2 separate regions of the Macaca mulatta genome follow, and region 1 is linked to region 2. A link is a contact called in public Hi-C data. All regions are on one chromosome and are shown on one strand. The core of a region is the stretch at or near the end of the contact, and the rest is flanking DNA. Distances in the headings are between cores, read along the strand shown. Region 1 holds the start of TTC14 (tetratricopeptide repeat domain 14). Region 2 holds the start of USP13 (ubiquitin specific peptidase 13).

Region 1 (2,812 bases), core at 126-2,625, 970 kb before region 2:
TTTAAATCTAAAAACTCCCCAAAACCAGAATTGGAGGGACAAACTGGGTAACTTTCACTAATTTTTGTTAACGATTTTTCTCCAATTAACATTTAATTTCCAAAAGTATCTTGGCAGGTATACTTGAGCACAACTGCATGCAAAGATATAATTCTTGCATTGAGGTGAATTAACAAAAACAGAAGCAATCCAAATAACAAAAATAACTTACCGTGATTTCTAAGTGGGCTATATCTCTCATGATACCACTTCCTAAACAGATCAACACCATGAAAAAACCGAATTCCCGAACAGAACTAATTCTTCCAATCACTATATCACCACGCTCAATATCTCGGAAAAACAGCTCTCTTCGATCCATACTAGGTATCTCCATGAATTGCTCTAAAGGTGGCATGACTGCATAATGATCTAAAAAAAAAAAAATTAACAAAATCACTAACGATAGTTTTGAGTTCCGTTTCACCTGAAGTACTGTTAAACAGAACGGCAATCTTAAAGGTTTTAAGGCTAAACTCACCTTCACTATCTTCATTAATTTCAGAAGTTGCAGGTGCATCTGATTTCCAGGAAAGTGCAAAAAGCAGATCTGCTTTTTTGGAGATGAATTTCTGTATCTCGATGTTGTCAACTCTCTTCTCTTTTCTTAAAAAGAAAAAAAAAATACGAAAATTGGTTTATCTGCAAAGCCTTTTTACAAACTCTAACCTTCTGCTTACGGCTTTCATCGGCCATTCCTCTCCATCCCAAGTTCCAGATCATACAATCTCAGAGAAAAAGTTTTAACTAGGCATTCCCTCATTAACCAACCTGGAGGTGGAGAACGGGGAAACTTAAAAAATGACGCCTCCAACCCAGATACGAAAGCTCACGGGATTTTAGCTAAGGAATCTGCGCCTCTAGCAAGCAGTGCCATAGAAAAAGTTCACCCCGCAAACCGCATTGCACACCTCAAGAGCGCCCTCCCTCCACCCAGCCCAAGGCACCAGCGCGCGATCCTCCTGTGCTCATGGCCGCGCCTCCACTTCCTCTAGACGCAGACTCGGGGCTGCGGTAGTGGCTTCCAGAGCTGCGTCCCCTCTCCCGTGACGCAGTGGCACCAACGTTGCATTTACCTGCCCTGCAACGGTTGCTGGGGCGGCGGGCCCCGGGTTGGCTCGGCGGCCGACCCCAGGAGGCTCCGGAAGTGTGGATTATCCTGCTGTTCGCTCCGGAGTAGAGAGAGCAAAGAAGACCCATGGCAATTTAGCGACTGCCGCAGAAGGTCCCGGTCCATGGCTAGAGACTGCAGGGCCCGGAGGCTGACGGGCTGATGGTTCCCGGTTCCGTGTCCGCTACTTGAGCCCGGTGGTACGGGAAGCAGAAGACACAGTCTAGAGGCTCCCGGAAGTACACAGAGAGCACAACCAGTTACACCCGGAAGTGTTCTGGGCCCCCCCCCACGGCGGCGGTGCGGAGCTCAGCCTCGGTCTCGCGAAACCGAGCGAGACTACGGAAGGCCGAAGGATTGGGCTCAGCATTGCTTGGGCTAAAGTCTGAATAGGGCTTCCAGGAAGTGATGTATGTGAGAAGTTTGATTTTTCAAATGTACGTGGAGTCGCTATTGCGTCGAAATAGCTCGAGCGCTAACCTAGGGTAAACAATAATTCCTTTTCGTATTCATCAAGGTGCTTCTAAGTGCCAATGCCAGGGTAAGAACCCCAAACGAGTCGCACAAGCTTCTTCCCTCGAAGTACTCTGCGTAAACCAATACCTATGTCTCTGACGTAACCGCATTCAGCCGGCTGCTCCGGGAACGTTTCCAGGTCTTTTAACGTGCAGAAGGAAGGAAGGACACGGACATTTGTTAAGCACCTGGAGTGGTATTCTCCATCCATACCCCATGTACTGTTAGTGATTGTGAGTTCTAAAACCAGGATGGCTTTAATGTCTCGACATGTGCATATGCCATTCAAGTGTTACAGTAACTGTAATGTATACATTCATTTCTTATTTAGTTTATCTCAATGGTTGCTCAAAATTTAGTGTCTGTAGGACCTACTGTATAGTGATGTGTACGCAAAAGTCAATATACTGTACTTATGGACAATTGAAGTGATTTTCAAAGGGAATTTCAACTTAGGTCCTCCATCCCCTTACTTATTGACTTGAGAACCCAACCACTACGATAGCTATTGTACTTTTTCATTTTAGAAGACGAGGAAACATGCTCAGAGAGTCTCAGTAAATTGCTCAATGTCACACAGATAGTAAGAGGCTAGAGTTAGGGTTCCAAATGAAGTATTAATTGATCTTCTCAGGCAGAGTTGCTGGATTGTGTACTTTATCATATAGAAGGCCTCAACCCTAATTTTGAGATCATGTAGCTTCATTTTATTCCAGTAAAAAATTTGTACCATTTAAATATGTGAAGTGCAAATAGTTCAGTATAGTCCTCTTGAGCAGAAACAAACGGTGGCAGTTATTCTCCTCGCTTCCCACCATGTGTCTTTGAGGAAATCAACTTGCCCTTCACTGTGTTACCACTTTTGTATAGGAAATCTAGTCCAGAACATAATCGATAGTGACACACTGTTTTGTGGAAAACCTAGGCAAATAGGTAAACAGTTTAATGAAATTTGAGAAAATGCAACAAACAAGAATGCAACTGTAAAAGATAAATTTGGGCTGGGCGTGGTGGCTCACACCTGTAATCCCAGCACTTTGGGAGGCCGAGGGCAGATCACTTGAGGTCAGGAGTTCAGAGACCAACCTGGCCACCCTGGCGAAACCCCATCTCTACTAAAAATACAACAATTAGCCGGGTGTGCTG
Region 2 (3,131 bases), core at 520-3,019:
CAAAAAATAAGTTAGGTTTTATCCCTCAAATGATATGTAATTACCATAAATAAAAAAACTAATGTCACAGAGAGGATACTAACCCTGATACTCCAATGTGTATCGAGCAAAAATCCTTTGCAGCCAGCCAAAATCAACCCACAGATAATAAAGGAAACTTTGGAAATGTTGCCGCTCATTTGGACTTTTCTTTTCCCCTCTGACAATACTCCACATACTATGAATCAAAGGTATTGGACAATTGCAAGACCTGCCTCGGTCCATCCAATCCATGCGCCTTCCAATGCATTGAGATCTGCCGGGTGACATATGAGATCTAAAGTGGGTGGATAAAAATAACTTGGTCCTCAAAAAGACATGATAAACGCCAGACAGCTGAGTCACTTTGAAGCCTATTTTGACTTTTGAAAGGGACATTCACCCTCCTGCTGCTTCTCACACTTTCACATAGAACCAGGTGAAAACCACCACCAACCGCCCCGGGTAGAAGGCGGCGATCCCTCTCAGCTTCCTCCTCCATTCTCCGAGGTCACGACTCGGGATTGAACTTTTAATAATTTATACTTGAGCATGTCAGTCCAAGTGACTCATTTAGAAGGGTAAGGGGGAAAGGCTTAAGAAAACCATCACAATCCAGTAGATCCCCTATTTCTGCTGCCCGATTGGAGGCACCGGAAGGTTTCGTCTGCCTTTTTTTTCTTTTCCTTTTTCTTTTTTTTTTTTTTTTTTTTTTGAGACGGAGTCTCGCTTTGTCGCCCAGGCTGGAGGACAGTGGCGCGATCTCGGCTCACTACGGCCTCCTCCTTCCCGGTTCAAGCGATTCTCAAGCCTCAGCCTCCCGAGTAGCTGGGACTACAGGCGCCCGCCACCACACCCGGCTAATTTTGGGGGGGTTTTAAGTAAAGACGGGGTTTCGCCATATTAGCCAGGCTGGTCTCGAACTCCTGACCTCAGGCGATCCGCCCGCCTCCGCCTCTTAAAGTGCTGGTATTACAGACGTGAGCCACCGCGCCCGGCCCTGACATTCTAAAGGCAAGAAAAGGAGTAGGGTGAAATGGGAAGTGGTGGAAGAAAAGCTCAGAGAGCAAATCAGAATTGTCCAGGAGTGGGGATCCCTGAGCAAAGCAAGTGGTCCCACAAAAGGAAGGGCTGTGTGTCCGGGGGTGTGGGGGAATCATCCCGTCCACCTACCCGCCCTGCGCTCTGCCCCGGGGAGGACGCAAACGATCTGCAACGTGCAGTTCGGAACAGGGAACTCTTGGACCTCATCTATCTTTAAACGGCGGCGGGGCTGTGTGCAAGCTGCTGGGAATTGGGCCCTTCCAGCCTGGGGAGGCTGGAGGAGCAAAGCCACCAGTCCTCGGCTGCAGCAGCCCTGGGGCGCTCACTGTCTGCCGAACTGCAGTGCTCCTGAGCCAATTCTGCCGCCCAGAGAAAGAGAAGAGGTCCCCGGCCGCCACTGCGCATCTTCTCCCCCGGCTTCACGTGCCGCAGGCCGCCGGCCCCGCGACCCTCCCCCGAGGCGCCTCACTTACGGGGGAGTCGTAGGAGAAGGCGCACTCGTTCTTGTAGACCCTGTCGCCGGACCTGGGCACGCGGATCGTGGGCATGTGGGGCACCAGCAGCTCGCCGATGTCTCCTGCAGCCATCTTCCGGCCTCCGCTGCCGCCCGGCATGCCGAACAGGGCGCCCCGGCGCTGCATGGCCTCGGCACGCACAGGAGCCGAGCGAGCCGAGCCGGAGCCGGAGCGCGCTGTCCGCCGGCGGCGGTGGCGCCAGCGAGCGGGCGGACGCGCGGGCTGCGCGGGCGACCGCAGCCGGGCGAGCCGGGGCGGGCGGGGAGAGCGGGCCGCAGGGCGGGAGCGGGCACCGGGGGCTCGGGGCGGGCGGGCGACGCTGCTATTTTTAATCCAATGGCGAGTCTCCGGCCCAGCTGCAGCGTCAGGCGGGGCTGGGGAGCGCCAGCCGCAGCGCGCCGGGGAGGGGGAGCTGGAGAGGGGCCCTGCGAGCGGGCCGGGCTCGGCGGCGGGGTCGGAGGGCGAGCCCCTGAGGCGTCGGCGCGGGAGCCCGAGCGGGCTGGCGGCCGACTGCGGCGCGGGAGAGCCCCGGGAAAACACCACGTAGGTGTTTTCTATCCCGAACTCTTGGCTTGCAGAGGGGCAACTCCGAGGAGGCAAACACAAAGAGGAGGATTGGGGGTTTTAAAAACCGCTTGCTTTTAAAACAGCCAAAGACTAGAGCGGTGACGTCCCCGGATTGGGTAGGGGCAGGACTCGATGTGCAAATCTGGAATCTAACGTGAGGCTTAAATCTAAATTTGCGCCATGCACTTCGGTGTTTCCCCACTAAGCTTCGTTCCTTACTTTAACATCCAAAGCTCAAAAATAGAATAGAACAAGATCGAGTGAGGATAGAGGGTGTGTGTGCGTGTGTATAATAATAATATAGGTTTTCTTATTGGAGGAAGTCAGAGATGGTCAAGATTTTTTCAGGGCGTCGGGAGGCTTTCTATTTTTCTCGGCCTTTGGAGTATCTTCTATGTGATTCAAAGTTCCCATGTCGAACATTCAGTGGCCTGATTTGAGGATTTTGTAGGCAAACATACATATTCCTGTCTTACTCATCAGTTCCTCAAAATCAATGATGAATGGGATTGGGCTGGGGGGTTGATCATTTGCAAGCAGAGCATGTCTCCCAGCGTCCTCTCATTTTCTCCAAAAAACTCATAAGACGGTTTTAGTGACATAGAGGTTCTCTTAACTACACCCAATATATATATTCATAGCAGGGTATCCAGTTAATGAAACGCCGAAAGAGCGAGAAATAGTGAACCAAAACGCTAATTTTTGTAAACTTCTCCCAGATCAGACAGTCCTTAAGTTCTTTTTTTTTTTTTTTTTTTTTTCTTACATTATTTATCTGTTAACTCTCCCTGGTTCTCCAGACCTGTCTCGAGATTTCCATACCCTCAAGCAAGCTTGGAGCGCACCACACTTTCTTATAACTCATCACTCCCAAATGCTATCTGTTGGAAACGGAGGAGGTGGCACTGAGCAAAAAATCAGACACTATTGTCATCTTCATCATTGGGGCAGATACTCTCAGCGAGCTTTTGCTTTGAATTTAGTCTC

The links. Hi-C and Micro-C count contacts between places; a contact is called where the count stands out from the background.
Region 1: a contact with region 2 is called in a Hi-C map of fetal cortex germinal zone, with 3 times the contacts expected there. The contact joins the promoter of TTC14 here to the promoter of USP13 in region 2. A contact is called at or near these places in 2 of 14 Hi-C or Micro-C datasets (fetal cortex germinal zone and fetal cortical plate).

Annotation. Positions count from the first base shown.
Region 1 is chr2:92,655,868-92,658,679 of T2T-MMU8v2.0, reverse strand. It overlaps TTC14 (tetratricopeptide repeat domain 14), which reads right to left and starts at 1,375. Exons shown (of 13, transcript XM_002802906.4): 1 at 1,116-1,375; 2 at 521-645; 3 at 212-411. The coding sequence starts at 1,276.
Region 2 is chr2:91,683,490-91,686,620 of T2T-MMU8v2.0, reverse strand. It overlaps USP13 (ubiquitin specific peptidase 13), which reads right to left and starts at 1,769. Exons shown (of 21, transcript NM_001265638.1): 1 at 1,536-1,769. The coding sequence starts at 1,703.